Regions from separate parts of the Oryctolagus cuniculus genome. Here region 1 is linked to region 2. The links are chromatin contacts, called in public Micro-C maps. All regions are on one chromosome and are shown on one strand. The core of a region is the stretch at or near the end of the contact, and the rest is flanking DNA. Distances in the headings are between cores, read along the strand shown.

The links. Hi-C and Micro-C count contacts between places; a contact is called where the count stands out from the background.
Region 1: a contact with region 2 is called in a Micro-C map of ear pinna, with 4 times the contacts expected there. The contact joins the promoter of CCDC93 here to the promoter of DDX18 in region 2. A contact is called at or near these places in 4 of 6 Hi-C or Micro-C datasets (ear pinna, psoas muscle, skin fibroblasts and 1 more).

What each region holds. Positions count from the first base shown.
Region 1 is chr3:115,904,896-115,911,162 of mOryCun1.1, reverse strand. It overlaps CCDC93 (coiled-coil domain containing 93), which reads left to right and starts at 3,221. Exons shown (of 24, transcript NM_001171023.1): 1 at 3,221-3,262. The coding sequence starts at 3,221. LOC103348741 (a long non-coding RNA gene) reads left to right here. Exons shown (of 6, transcript XR_011387325.1): 6 at 1,085-1,222.
Region 2 is chr3:115,660,642-115,667,769 of mOryCun1.1, reverse strand. DDX18 (DEAD-box helicase 18) reads right to left here and starts at 3,906. Exons shown (of 13, transcript XM_070071558.1): 1 at 3,699-3,906; 2 at 2,187-2,747; 3 at 22-147. The coding sequence starts at 3,783.

The sequences.
Region 1 (6,267 bases), core at 1,972-4,471, 240 kb before region 2:
AATGAAACTTACTCTAATGTTATTTCACCACTTCCTTCTTATGGGCTACTTACATGGGTTTCCAGTTTTTCTCTCATAAAATTGTGAGGAAGTTCTTTGAACTTAAACCCTAAAAATGGAAAGTATCATGACCAAAGATATTTTTGAAGCTCTTGATGTATCAGAGTACTTTAAAAAGTTCATAAAAAATGGAATTAAAAAAGAAGTTTCTTTCAGTACGAAAGATTTTGAAATTCATGATTAGTTTTTTTCATAACACACATTTTCCTTGAACTTTTTTACAAGCTCCTCTTGGGCATGGACTTGTAAATTTATTTGTACTGAAATGAAATTCCCTTTTAATTCCATTTTCCATGAACATTTTGAAGTTATCTTCTATTTTTCTGAATTTTGACTGAAATTTTACTCCCTAGACCCCTCCACTCAGATCTTCAAATCCCAGGACCCAAACACCTATCACACTTTTGGCTCTGCAGATGAAGCCCTAATTGGTCAGCCTTACACAGTAGCACCCAAGGAGACCACGCTGACAGCAGGTCTGGAGGGCAAAGCGGAGCCGTCTGGAACACCTCAGATATGCCTTCTATCGGGCATGCTTTCCCCTGAGTCTTCCCAGGGAGCCTCCTGGGGATTTAGGTCCCTTCTCAAAGGGCACCAGAGTGAGAGATGAAGAATCTTTCAACTAGAACAAGATCATGCAGCTCTACAGAGGATGTGCATAGCAGGGACACAACCACCTATTCCTGATCCTCAAATATCCCACTGCAGAGACAAGGATGCATGTATCTGAAAGAGTGAGCACTAATCTCCTTCACTGTCACTATTCAAGGGCTGCCTTGAACAAGGCTGGGTAGGCAATTCCCCTCTCCAATATGTGCTGCTCAAGCTTTCTTGACTGCTCTTATGGTTATTTACTGAGATCCTTTAACAACAACAACAAAATAAATAAATAAATTAATTAATTGGGGCCGGCATTGTGGTGTAACAGGTTAAGCTGCTGCCTGCAATGCCAGCCTCCCATGTGGGCACCAGTTTGTGTCCTGGCTATTCCACTGTTAACCTAGCTCCCTGTTAATGTGCCTAGGAAAGCATCAGAGGATGGCCCAAGTCCTTGGGACCCTACACCCATCTGGAAGACCCAGAAGAAGCCCCAGGCTCCTGGCTTCAGCCTGGTCCAGCCTTGGCCATGGTGGCCATTGGAGGTGAACCAACAGATAGAAGATCTCTCTCTCCTCCTCTCTGTAACTCTGCCTTTCAAATAAATCTTTAATAAATAAATAACAGCCAGCACTGTGGCACAATGGGTTAATGCCCTGGCCTGAAGCACTAGCATCCCATATGGGCGCCGGTTTGAGACCCGGCTGCTCCACTTCTGATCCAGTTTTCTGCTATGGCCTGGGAAAGCAGTAGAAGATGGCCCAAGTCCTCGGGCCCCTGCACCCACGTAGGAGACCCAGAAGAGGCTCCTGGCTTCGGATCATCGCAGCTCCGGCCGTTGTGGACAACTGTGGAGTGAACCAGCGGATGGAAGATCTCGTTCGCGCGCTCTCTCGCTCTCTCTCTCTCTCTCTGCCTCTCCTCTCTCTGTGTAACTCTGACTTGCAGATGAATAAATAAATCCTTTTTTAAAAAAGTAACAAACAACAACAACAAAAAATGCTGTCAACCCAATGATATTGTCACTCTACCCAGACATAAAATAGGACAGCTTACTAGGAAAGTTGCCTGCTCCTGTTTATTTACAACAGGGGACCTGTAGGGTGTAACCAACTGAGAAGTCCTACTTCTCCAGGTCTTAATCTCTGGCTGCTTTATAGCAATTTAGACATGTTTTTTGATTTTGCTAGACATCAGCCAGCAAACAGAGGACACAAACGATTATTAGCCTCCGTGCCTTCTCAACCTACACCATTCCAGGGAAGGCTTACAACTACAAAAATAACACATGTGGGAAGTATGAGAATAAGTGCCTTACAAACTGAGTTTTGTTGGATTTACAATGCTTGAGAGCAAGATGTCAAGCAACAGGAAGAGGAGGGTTCCTATCACAACACCTTAAGTTGTATAATAATTTATCAAATTACTGGGGCCTGGGGCGGGAGAGGTGGAGTGGCACACAGCTTTTTGTAATACTTACTAGCTACATGTAAGAATGACATGGCATTCTTTGGGTCCTCTACCTACTTACCAAGATAAACTCCAGAAGGAGTACAAAAATTGCGAGGAATTTCTTGAAGGACAAAAATTTACCCAACACCTACTTTTTAAGATGTTAAGAGAATCAGCTTTCAAAAGGGAGGAAACTCAAAACAGAAAACCTTTTTGAGCCCAAGGAGCTCACACAGAGGAAAGAAGCTGTTTCTCCGCAAAAGTTTTCATGTCAATCACCTGTCTTTATCCCTTTAAGACAAAAAAGGTGGAAGCCATTAGGCAGCAGGTGTAGGGGGTCATGTGGCCAAAGAGAATCTTTTGATACAGCTTTCACTCACAGTTGGGACCGGCTAGGGATACATCATGTAAGTAATGAGGCCGCTGAAATCCCGCAAACACCGGAGTTTGTGTTCTTGGAGATGTCCTTCCCCAGGGAAACTCAGAAACCCGGCATGCAGCGGGGTGCGCGGCATTATCCCAAGCCAGGTTCCCCGGAAACAGGATCACGCTGGGGAGGAGAGCAGTCCTGGAGAATCCCTTCGGAATTCTCCAGCCCGCACACCGAGGAGTGCCTGTGAGTCTGGGCTGCAGGCAGGCCTGCATTCCGAATTCCCGAGCTACTCGGGGATCGGACTCTGACCCGGGAGCAAGGGGCACTTCTGTGTTGCTTGCGAAGAAGCCTGGACCTGGAATGCAAAATGTCCCCAGGACGCAGAAATAGCCCCTTTCGTGAAGCGCCTGGGAGAACTACTCAGAGCCTTGGCGCGATACCCTGGCACAACGCCGGCCCGCGGCCTGGCTGGACAGGTATTCTCAGTCCCCGCCCGGCCCAGCTTCGCCCCCAGCTGCCCTCGCGCAGGCGCAGTGGCGCCGCGCTCCCTCCCCAGCGCGCATGCTCCGCCGGGCCGCGGCGCTCCCGGCCGGCTGTGGCGGCGGCGGCGGCGGCGGCCGCGGCGACAGAGGAAGTTTCCGCTTTGCACTCCACCCCGGTAGCAGCTTCGCGGCAGAGACAGCTTCCTTCGGGCTCCTTGTGGGCCACGCTGCCGCCACACGACAGCCTGGCCGGATCATGGGGCTGCCCAAGGGGCCAGAGGGCCAGGGTCTTCCGGAGGTAAGGACCCCCCGGCTCCTTGACGTGTCGGGGTTTCTGAGGTTAACTGGGGAGCCCGCGAGGCTGCGGACACACAAGGACCAGGGTAGCGTTCGGGGCGCCCCGCCCCCTTCCTCTGGTGTGTCCACCGCGGGGCAGCACCGGCCCGGTCCGCCGAGCGGGGTGAGCTCGGCCCCGTGCGGGTGGGTGGGGGCAAACTTCAGCCGCTCCGGGGTCTCGTGAGGGGCGGAGGTGGCCTTCCCAGCCCGACACCTGCCCTGACACGGCCCTGCACTCCGCGGGGTGCCGGGTTCCCACCCCTCCGGCTGTCCCTGGCTGTCTTCCCCGGCCCTCGGCGCCGCGGGTTGAGTCCCGAGGGCCGAGGCTGCTGCGCGCCGGAGTCACGAGACGCGCGCGCCGGGACCGTCCTGGGTAGGCTTGGGCAGAGGGCGGTGACCTTGGGGGCTCTGCTACCTCCTCTGGGGTCCCGGCGCCAGCGCCGGCCGCCCTGCTGTGCCTGTTTGTTGCGGTGTGGGAGAGCGGGTGACCCGGTGCTCCCTGAATTGACTCCGACCGCGGTGGCGGGACCAAGTTTTGGGGCCGTGCGCGCACAGCGGCTGTGTCCAGCTGGGTCAGCGCGCTGCGGTGTGTGGGGTGGGGACGGCGCCCCGGGCGGAAACGCTGCTGCCTCCCCAGAAGATAGCGGGCGCCTTTCCAGAGGTGTGTGTGCTCTTAAGTGCTGTCTTGGTCCTAGGAACGGGATCTCAGTGGTTTCCGGATTTCCACGTTGGCTGGAGATAAAGGTTTTGAAAGTACACTTATTTTCCTTGGACTGCAAATATCACTCAGCTGGGGGGTTTGCATCTGCCTTCCCTTCTGGTTGATTTACTCAAAAGCTTTGTCTCGGTTACTTAGATTCTGGGGAGTATCGGAATCCACGCTGCACGTCTGTCCCCTCCCTAAGGTTCTGAAGCAGGCATTTGGCAGGGTGACTGATGGCTTGACGCGCTGAGTGGTCCCATCACACTTTTCTCTGCGCCCCTCCCAGATCCTAAGATCTGTCATCCCACGAGGAAAAGGGGACCCATTAATTGAGGAGTCACTGTTCTATGCCTAGAAGCATGGAAGGCTAGATCCAGCGGTGTGTGTTGCCAGAATGCAAGTCCGTTTTGTGATTGTCTTAGAAAACCTTTCAGTGTGATGCGTTAAGGAAACCTTCCATTGCACGTTGTTTGATGGGACTCTGAGTCGTGAAGCATAGAATCCATACTGGAGTATTTGCAGGTTTTTTTTTTTTTTTTTTTTTTTTTTTTTTTTTTTTTTTTTTTTTTTTTTGCTGCTACTTTATTCTAAGTTCTTCATCAGATTTTCACCTGGCCTTTTGCTGTAGTCTCCTTTCTAGTCTCTCCTAGGTCCTAGCTAAATCTTCCAACTCAATGTTCCACAGGACTAACAGTAGGAGAGTTCATAAAATAAAAAGCAGTCTGATCCTGTGTACCCTTGGTTTAACCCTTCACTGACTGCCAGAAGGCTGGGTCTGATTTGTTTTCCAAAAGTCTAAGACACACAGCTCCTGGCAATTAGGAGGAGGTGAAGGTTAATATAATTAAGTTGTCAGCACTAGTCCATTTAACTTAATTCAGTATTTTTGACCATTTACTGTATGTAGGAAGGAACCTTGAAAAAGTTTGTGGAAAGTTTACTTTGGTGCAAAAACGTTTGAAATCAATGCATAGTGTTCTTCCATAATGCACATTTTCCACGAAATTTTGAAGATCTGTGCTGTAAGTAAGATAGCTAGACTTAGTCTAGCCTTTCAACTTTCATGAACTACGGTGCACAGCAGTTGAAAATTTATTGGGCCTGGTTTAAGAGTTCACAGTCATTCATCTTTATTAGAAATTTAGTTTTAACAGCAATGTGTTAATCAGCCTGGTGGTTTTTTATGGCTTCAAGAGAGTGTCTTCTCCCATTCCCTGTGTATTAGCCAGTGATGCTTTTCCATTTTTTTTTTTTCCAGTGTTGATCTGCAAAGTGAATTTGCAGTCAAACATCCCCGTTTACAATATTGTGCCAAAAAGTTGTTTCAAAAGTTGTATTGCAGAAGTACACTTCTCCATTGTGGTCATAGTGGAAAAGAAGCATGGGCTAATCATCTGCTGAGCTGGGCTGGGGCTGCTCATTAGATAGGTGTCAAGGCAGGGAGGGGCCTCCTGTGATGCATTGTCCTCTTCGTGGCAGTGTTTTCTAGATAAATGATGATTGAATAAATAAAGCATTCCTGTTTTACATCTCAGGAGTTTAAGATAGTTTTATCTTCTTTTTCTTCTCTGTCTTCACAAACTGTAACTGCCTTTTTTTTTTTTTTTTGACAGGCAGAGTGGACAGTGAGAGAGAGAGAGAGAGAGACAGAGAGAAAGGTCTTCCTTTGCCGTTGGTTCACCCTCCAATGGCCGCCGTGGCCAGCATGCTGCGGCCGGCGCACCACGCTGATCCAATGGTAGGAGCCAGGTACTTATCCTGGTCTCCCATGGGGTGCAGGGCCCAAGTACTTGGGCCATCCTCCACTGCACTCCCTGGCCACAGCAGAGAGCTGGCCTGGAAGAGGGGCAACCGGGACAGAATCCGGCACCCCGACCGGGACTAGAACCCGGTGTGCTGGCGCCGCAAGGCGGAGGATTAGCCTAGTAAGCCACGGCGCCGGCCTGCTTTTTATCTTTTTGAGTCTCCTCACTTGTAGATGTTTCTTAACCCAGATATTTTGCAGAAGGAAGAGAAGGTGTAAATAATTACCTTATTTTTGTATGTCTAGTAAGAACTAGAGAATGCTAGTCTTTACAGTTTTTGGTAGGCTAGACCAAGGTCATTTGAGAGAGAGAGAGAGAGACAGAGAGAGAGAGAGAAGAAAAATAAGCAGTTGTGTAAGGCTATCACCTGCTGCGCCTGCCCCCTACCCAGTCCATCCCAATCAGTTTAATGATTCCATGTTCAACTGAATTCATGTTAATATGTGTCCTCCCTTTCCT
Region 2 (7,128 bases), core at 2,657-5,156:
AGAAAACACCCTGGAAGTTACCTGTCAGTCCAAGGGGCAGGCTGGGAGCCTCACTGTCATCCTCCTCATTGTCTGCTGCTTCCACACTGTCTTCTGTTTCTGTAGGAGCCTTGGTGCCTTCTTCTTGAATTTTTGCTTTTTTGGTATCTTTGGTTTTAAAGGACAAAACACATTTTTTTAAATGAAAATATCAAATGAGATCAACAAGAGATTTGTGATGTAGAGGTATAGTTCAACGAATTTAAGATATTTAGTACTAACTTTATTTTTTTTAAGATACCCCAATGTATACTATCTCATTCAAAAAGTTTTTATAGGTACTATTAAACATAAAGATAAGAACTCCAAGTTCCACATATTTCATGGAGGGAAAAAAAAACCCACATCTCATTTTTTCAAACTCATTACCCGCCCCCCCCATGCCATTTACCACTAATTTTCTATGAAAGCTGTTTTTCTTTTAAAGGTGAACACAAATTATGAGGGTTCTTCACATCTCTAAACTATAAAGCCAGGTCAATCACCTGCTTGGCTGGACAATGATACTGGGCTGTTTTTTGTCTATCACTAGTGAGACAGAAGTTCCTAGCTCCTCACTGCTGCAGTCACAGTCTTTACAATGTGGCCACATATCACCTCTCCATCTCACCTTCCAGGACTCTCAATGGTCCACTGTAGGTCAAATGGCTTTACTACCATGCTGGGCTTTTATAGAAATTTATTGCAGTTAGTGATGCTAGTTTTAACAGAAGTGACCCAGACTGGAACTGAGGACTCTGGGTAGCCAGGACTGGCCTCTTCCAGTTCCTTGAATGTCAACCCTCTGGGAAATGGTGAACTCTTTTTAAAGATTTATTTATTCAATTATTTACTAGGTAGAGTTAGAGAGAAAGTAGAGTGAGAGATCTTCCGTCCACTTGTTCCACTCCCCAAATGGCTACACTGGCTGGGGCTGGGACAGCCCAAAGCCAGTAGCTTCATCTAAGTTATAGGAGCAGCTGGGACATGAACCAGTGCCCATATGGGATGCTGGTGTTGCAGGCAACAGCTTAACCTGCTGCACCACAACACCAACTCCAGAAATGGTGAATTCTTAAAATTCTTATGTTCAAAAGCCATGGAGAAATCCTCAATTGCTTTCCATGGCTTGTCATTTTCATTTTCCTTAACTCAGTTCTTAAGGTAGGTTTGTCCAGAAGGTTAAAATTCCCAGCCCTGGGACTCGGTGCTTGAGAGTAAAAGTAATGCTACTTCCCTGGGAAGACTCATAACAGAATCCTAAAGGATGGAAACCTTAGCATCTGACACGTTAATAGCAGGCCCTAACTAAGGAATACACAAACTGTCTATAAAGGGCTAATAGTAAATATTTTAGGCTTTGCCGGCCATGGTTTTTTTTTTTTTTTTTTTTTTTTTTGCTGCAATAAAGACCAAATAAACAAATGGGCATTACTGTGATCCAACAAAGCTTTATTCAAACAACTGGAAAGGCCAAAGTTGGCTAACCCATCCTTTCTTACCTGACATCTCTACCTATCCACATCTCAATTAAAATCTCCAATTCTAGGGTTGGCACTCTCGTGCAGCATGTAATGACACTGCCTGCAATGCTGCCTCCCATATGGGAGCAGGTCTGTGTCCTAGCTGCTCCACTTCTGATCCAGCTCCTTGCTAATGGCCTAGGAAAAGCAGTGGAAGATGGCCCAAGTGTCTGCGCCCCTGCATCCCGTGGGAGATCTGGATCAAGGCCACTGTGGCCACCTGGGGGTGAGCCAGTGGATGGAAGATCTCTCTCCCTTCTTTCAAATAAATAAATACAGACAGACAGACAGACCTGGGAAGACAGATTCCACTACCAGCCCAGATTTCTTTACTGTTGGATTCTGTAATGGTGCTGGCAAACAAGAAAGCCTAAAATATTACATTCTTACCTAAGACTGAGATTTTCTTCAAGGTTACAGAATGTAAAAACATAGCATATTATTCAGTATTTTGAGAAAACTTAAAAAAAAATATATACACCCGCCTCATGAAGCAACAAAATGTTTCTTTCAGCTACCAGGCTAGTATCTGGTATACTTGCGAGTAAAGGGGATTTCTACAAGTGCACACACACAGGAAAAACAGTGGGAAGTTAGAACTGTGAGAAACTGAATGGCTGAATTCAAAGTCCATGAAGAACCTACCAGGGCCAGCATCATTCACCAGTTTTCTCTTTTTCTTCTTCTTCTTCTTTTTAGATTCTGGATCGGGCGACTCTGTTGCTGCTTCTCCATTGGTTAACACAGCAGATTTCTGGGGGGATTTTTTAACTTTTACTTTCTTCACTGTTTCTTTAGTCAAGGCTCTATTCTGTGTTTCTGACAGGCCCACACTCATGGTGTGTTTCAGGGACTTCTTAGCTTTCCCACCTGCCACTGCTGCTTCAGGCACGTCTCCATTCTGGGGTTCTGACAGGCCCATACTCGTGGCACGTTTCAGGGACTTCTTCGCTTTCCCACCTGCCACTGCTGTGTCAGGCACGTCTCCATTCTGGGGTTCTGACGGGCCCACACTCGTGGCACGTTTCAGGGACTTCTTCGCTTTCCCACCTGCCACTGCTGCGTCAGGCACGTCTCCATTCTGGGGTTCTGACAGGCTCACACTCGTGGCGTGTTTCAGGGACTTCTTCACTTTCCCACCTGCCACTGCTGCTTCAGGCACGTCTCCATTCTGGGTTTCTGACAGGCTCACATCTGAGACCCTTGCTTTAGACAAAACACAATTTGTGATGCCAAAGGGGCTTACTTGGGAACACTGGGATCCCACCCAAGAAAGTCTATGACTTCAATGACTCAAATTACTTAGTGTTGTCTCCCTTCATATGCGTTGTTAGAGCCAACAGCAATTGTTTCGGTATTCTACTGGAGGAAAAATTCCCTTTAAGGAAAAATGCCGTAAAAGGGAAAGTTACATTAGCTTCTTCAATTATCCTATCCCTATCTTTAAGTAAAGTCTGGGGCAAGAAATCTCCTGTGAGGTCAAAGCTTTAAACAGATGGAGTCAGACGATGACAGTTACTTTAATAGGAAGTATTTGATAAATAGGAAGTATTTGAGTAATGGAAAAATCAAAGACACTCACATCTTATTCACATAACTAATTCTCACATAACTTTAAAACATTCAACCCCACGCCTCTAGATAGCAGTGAAAACTCAGCTGATGAAATCACTTATTTGTCAACATTTATCACACACACATACACAAAAGTTGTCTTCGGAACTCGTAACCTAAAGTCGGGAGCGACAGGAATACAGAGAGGGCGTCAGAGGTTTTGCGAGAGGGTAGAGTTTTCAAGCTGAAGAACGAGGACGTGGCTGGCAGAGAAAGACACTGCGAGACCCGACACGGGCTTCTGCGGAGGTGGCCGGTGTCCCACGCGTCTGACTGGGCCAAGTGGAGAGGCGGGCAAAACCGGAGGGAATAACAAAATCGGGCGGAAGCTCCGCGGGACGCCTGGCAGGGAACCCCGAGGCCCTGGACAGAGAAGCTGATGCTCAGAAAAAGCGGTGGTCGTGAGGCCGGGAGCGACTCGCGGGCAGCAGCCCCAGACTCGGGCGCACGTGCCCCGGGGGGAGGCAGCCCGCGCCCACGGGAGGCGGTGGGACTCCCGAACAGCGCCGCTGCGCGGCCTCCGAAGCACCCAGCGCATCTCACCCTGGAGTTTGAGGTTTCGCTGCCGCAACTTGAGGTTCCGCTTCTCGATCTTCTTACGCAGCAGTTTCATCGGCAGGTGAGACATGTTGCCGGAGACGCGCCTCCACAGCAGCGCCGCCGCGCAGCTCCCCAGTTGGCCTTACTTCCTTCCTGGCCGCACGTGCGCAGTTCGGCTCACCGGATGTGCGTCACAGGAAGACTCGAGCCGGCGGAGCGGAAATGCTTCCGGGGAGGAAACGGACCCGGGAGCGTGCACTGTGCTAACCTTGGCGACCGGATCCTGCGTTGCGCCCCCTGGGGGAGTGGAGGCTCATCAAACGGGCTGCTTATTAGAACAACGTTGAAGAAATGAGATAAAGCTGGCTTTAAGGAGTCTCCGTTTTTCCGATCCCGTTTGATTCCTGGACTATTTGAGAAATTGAATAAAAGCTAAATGTAATACATGGAGGTTGTTTGACCATGCGTCTTAGAAACACGGTTCCATGTCACTTAGTATATTCACACATAACATTCTTTCTTTCTTTTTTTTTTTTTTCAAGATTGATTACTTGAAAGGCAGAGCTACACAGAGTGTTGTGAGGCGTACAGATTAAAAACACAGTGAGACTTTTGAGGTCAAATGAGGAGTCCTTATTAGCCAGCTGGCAACTGCCTTCTCACAGAGCAAGTCTGGAGAAGACAGCCCTGTGTTCCAATGGCAGGAGGTTATTAAAGGCAAAATCTCTTCTTATCAGTAATTTTTTAAAGATTTATTTATTATTTGAAAGTCAGAATTACACAGAGAGAGGAGAGGCAGAGAGAGAGAGAGAGAGAGAGAGAGAGAGAGAGGTCTTCCATCTGCTGGTTCACTCCCCAATTGGCTGCAACCTCCAGAGCTGTGCCGATCTGAAGGCAGGAGCCAGGAGCTTCTTTCTGGTCTCCCACATGGGTGCAGGGGCCCAAGGACTTGAGCCATCTTCTACTGCTTTCCCGGGCCATAGCAGAGAGCTGGATGGGAAGTGGAGTAGCCAGCACCCATATGGGATGCTGGTGCTTCAGGTCAGGGCGTTAACCTGTCACGCCACAGCGCTGGTCCCCTTATCAGTCATTTAATCATGTGTGCTGGCTTGTACAAGCAGAAAACAGGCATACAGAAATGAGAAGCAGTTAGCCAATCAGCTGCTTTAAAAAAAAAAACCGGTTTATTTATTTATTTGAAAGAGTTACACATAGAAGGAGAGAGAGAGAGATATATCTTGCATCTGCTGGTTCACTTCCCAAATGGCCTTAACAGCTGGAGCTTTGCAGATCCAAAGCCAGGAGCCAGGTGCTTCCTCCAGGTCTCCCCCATGGGTGCAGGGCCAAGTAATTGGGCCATCCTCTACTGCCATCCCAGGCTATAGCAGAGAGCTGGATTGGAAGTGGAGCAGCCAGGTCTTGAACCAGTGCCCATATAGGATGCCAGCACCGCAGGCAGCAGCTTCACTACAGCACCATCCCCCAATTAGCCACTTTCTTTCTAACTTTGTTCCTTGAAAAATGTAACGATTCAATGGTCCCTGCTTGGGGTCAGGCATGGCATCATTGACCTTAGCGCCACCTGTGTTATCCTGTGGCTGCAGCTGGGAGAAGGCAGGAAGAACCATAGTCTGGTGGCCTTGGCTGTTATCAAACAAGCAGAGATACAGAAGCCAGAAAAAGGTCAGTTACAAACCAACATTTATTTTTATGAAGAACAGGTCCTGCTTTTAAAACAACCAAGCAAAATAACCTATGTTCTGTAAGCACCCAGGCATGCTATATTTTGTAGACAATTTAAACTTTTGAGTCTCCTGTCACAAGAGGAAGGAGGAGAGAGAGAGAGAGAGAGAGAGAGAGAGAGAGAGAGAGAATCTTGCATCCACTGGTTCACTCCTCAGTGGCCACAAGGGCTGGAGCAGGGCACATCTGAAGCCAGGAGCCAGAAGCTTCTGTTTCTTCCACACAGGTGCAGGAGCCCAAGTACTTGGGCCGGGGCCATCTTCTACTGCTTTTCCAGGCACATTAGCAGGGAGCTAATTGGAGCAGAGCAGCTGGGAGTAGAACTGGCACCCATATGGGATACCAGCACTGCAGGTGATGGCTTTACCCACTAAGCCACAGCGCAGGCCCCCATATAAGATTTCTTAAAAAAATACTTACTCTGCATTTTATTCCTATGTTTCCCTTCAATTACATCCATTCCATCCTAAATCAGTCTATTCTTCATCTGTTAAAAATGCTAGTTACAAGGCTGGTGCCATGGTGCACTAGGTTAATCCTCCGCCTGCAGGCCGGCATCCCATATGGACACTGGTTCTAGGAGATACATTTTCTCTAAATAATTTGATATTACATTCTATTCATCTTTTTAAAAGATATTTCTTAATTGCTGTTCATGAAAAAATATAAACTGGGATATCCTGAAAAAAAAAAAAATAAAACTGCTGTACAATGGTTCAGTGACAGATCTGGTCCAGGATTCAGGCACAAATCAAGGTGTGAGTTATTGTTTTCTTTGAAGTCATGATATTTATTTCTGATTTCACCTGTCATATGGACACTAAGTGCTAATCTTTGTCCCATATACACTGGGTACATTTTGTAACATATTTATTAGGTGTTGCTGTGGATTCGTTCTGAGAGGAGGAGCGTGGTGGGGGCAAGAGGCGTGGAGTCACCACACAGACACCGGGAATCAGGTGAAAGTGGGCCAGAGGCAAGCAGCCCACAGACTTGTTTATTTCAGTTGGTACAGAAGCTTATATAGCTGAGGCAGCCAATCTGGTCAAGGGGCAGTTTATGCCCTAACCAATCACAGCCTGTTGCCAGGCAGGCTCCATTGCCAGGTGGTTTCCCAGGTTGTTTCTAAAGCCATTCCTGAGTAAGTGATGCTAGCTTGCCAGCGGCCATCTTGGCATGGCCTTCTCATTCCACCACAATTAGGGTAGAATAAATTGCATGTATTATGTCAGGTATTTATTAGTGGTATAATGACATTCATAATTAGATGTTGGGTTAGTCTCAAACTGGAATAATTTATAATTTGGCCTATGGTTTTTACAAAAGTGTCATATATTTTTTAAGATTTATTTTCGCCGGCGCCGTGGCTCACTAGGCTAATCCTCCACCTGCAGCGCCAGCACCCTGGGTTCTAGTCCCAGTTGGGGGCGCCGGACTCTGTCCCGGTTGCTCCTCTTCCAGTCCAGCTCTCTGCTGTGGCCTGGAAAGGCAGTGGAGGATGGCCCAAGTGCTTGGGCCCTGCACCTGCTTGGGAGACCAGGATGAAGCACCTGGCTCCTGGCTTCGGATCAGTGCATCGCAACGCGCCGGCCATAGTGGCCACTTGGGGGGGTGAACCAATGGAAAAAGGAAGACCTTTCTCTCTGTCTCTCTTTCTCTCTCACTGTCTAACTCTGCCTGTCCAAAAAAA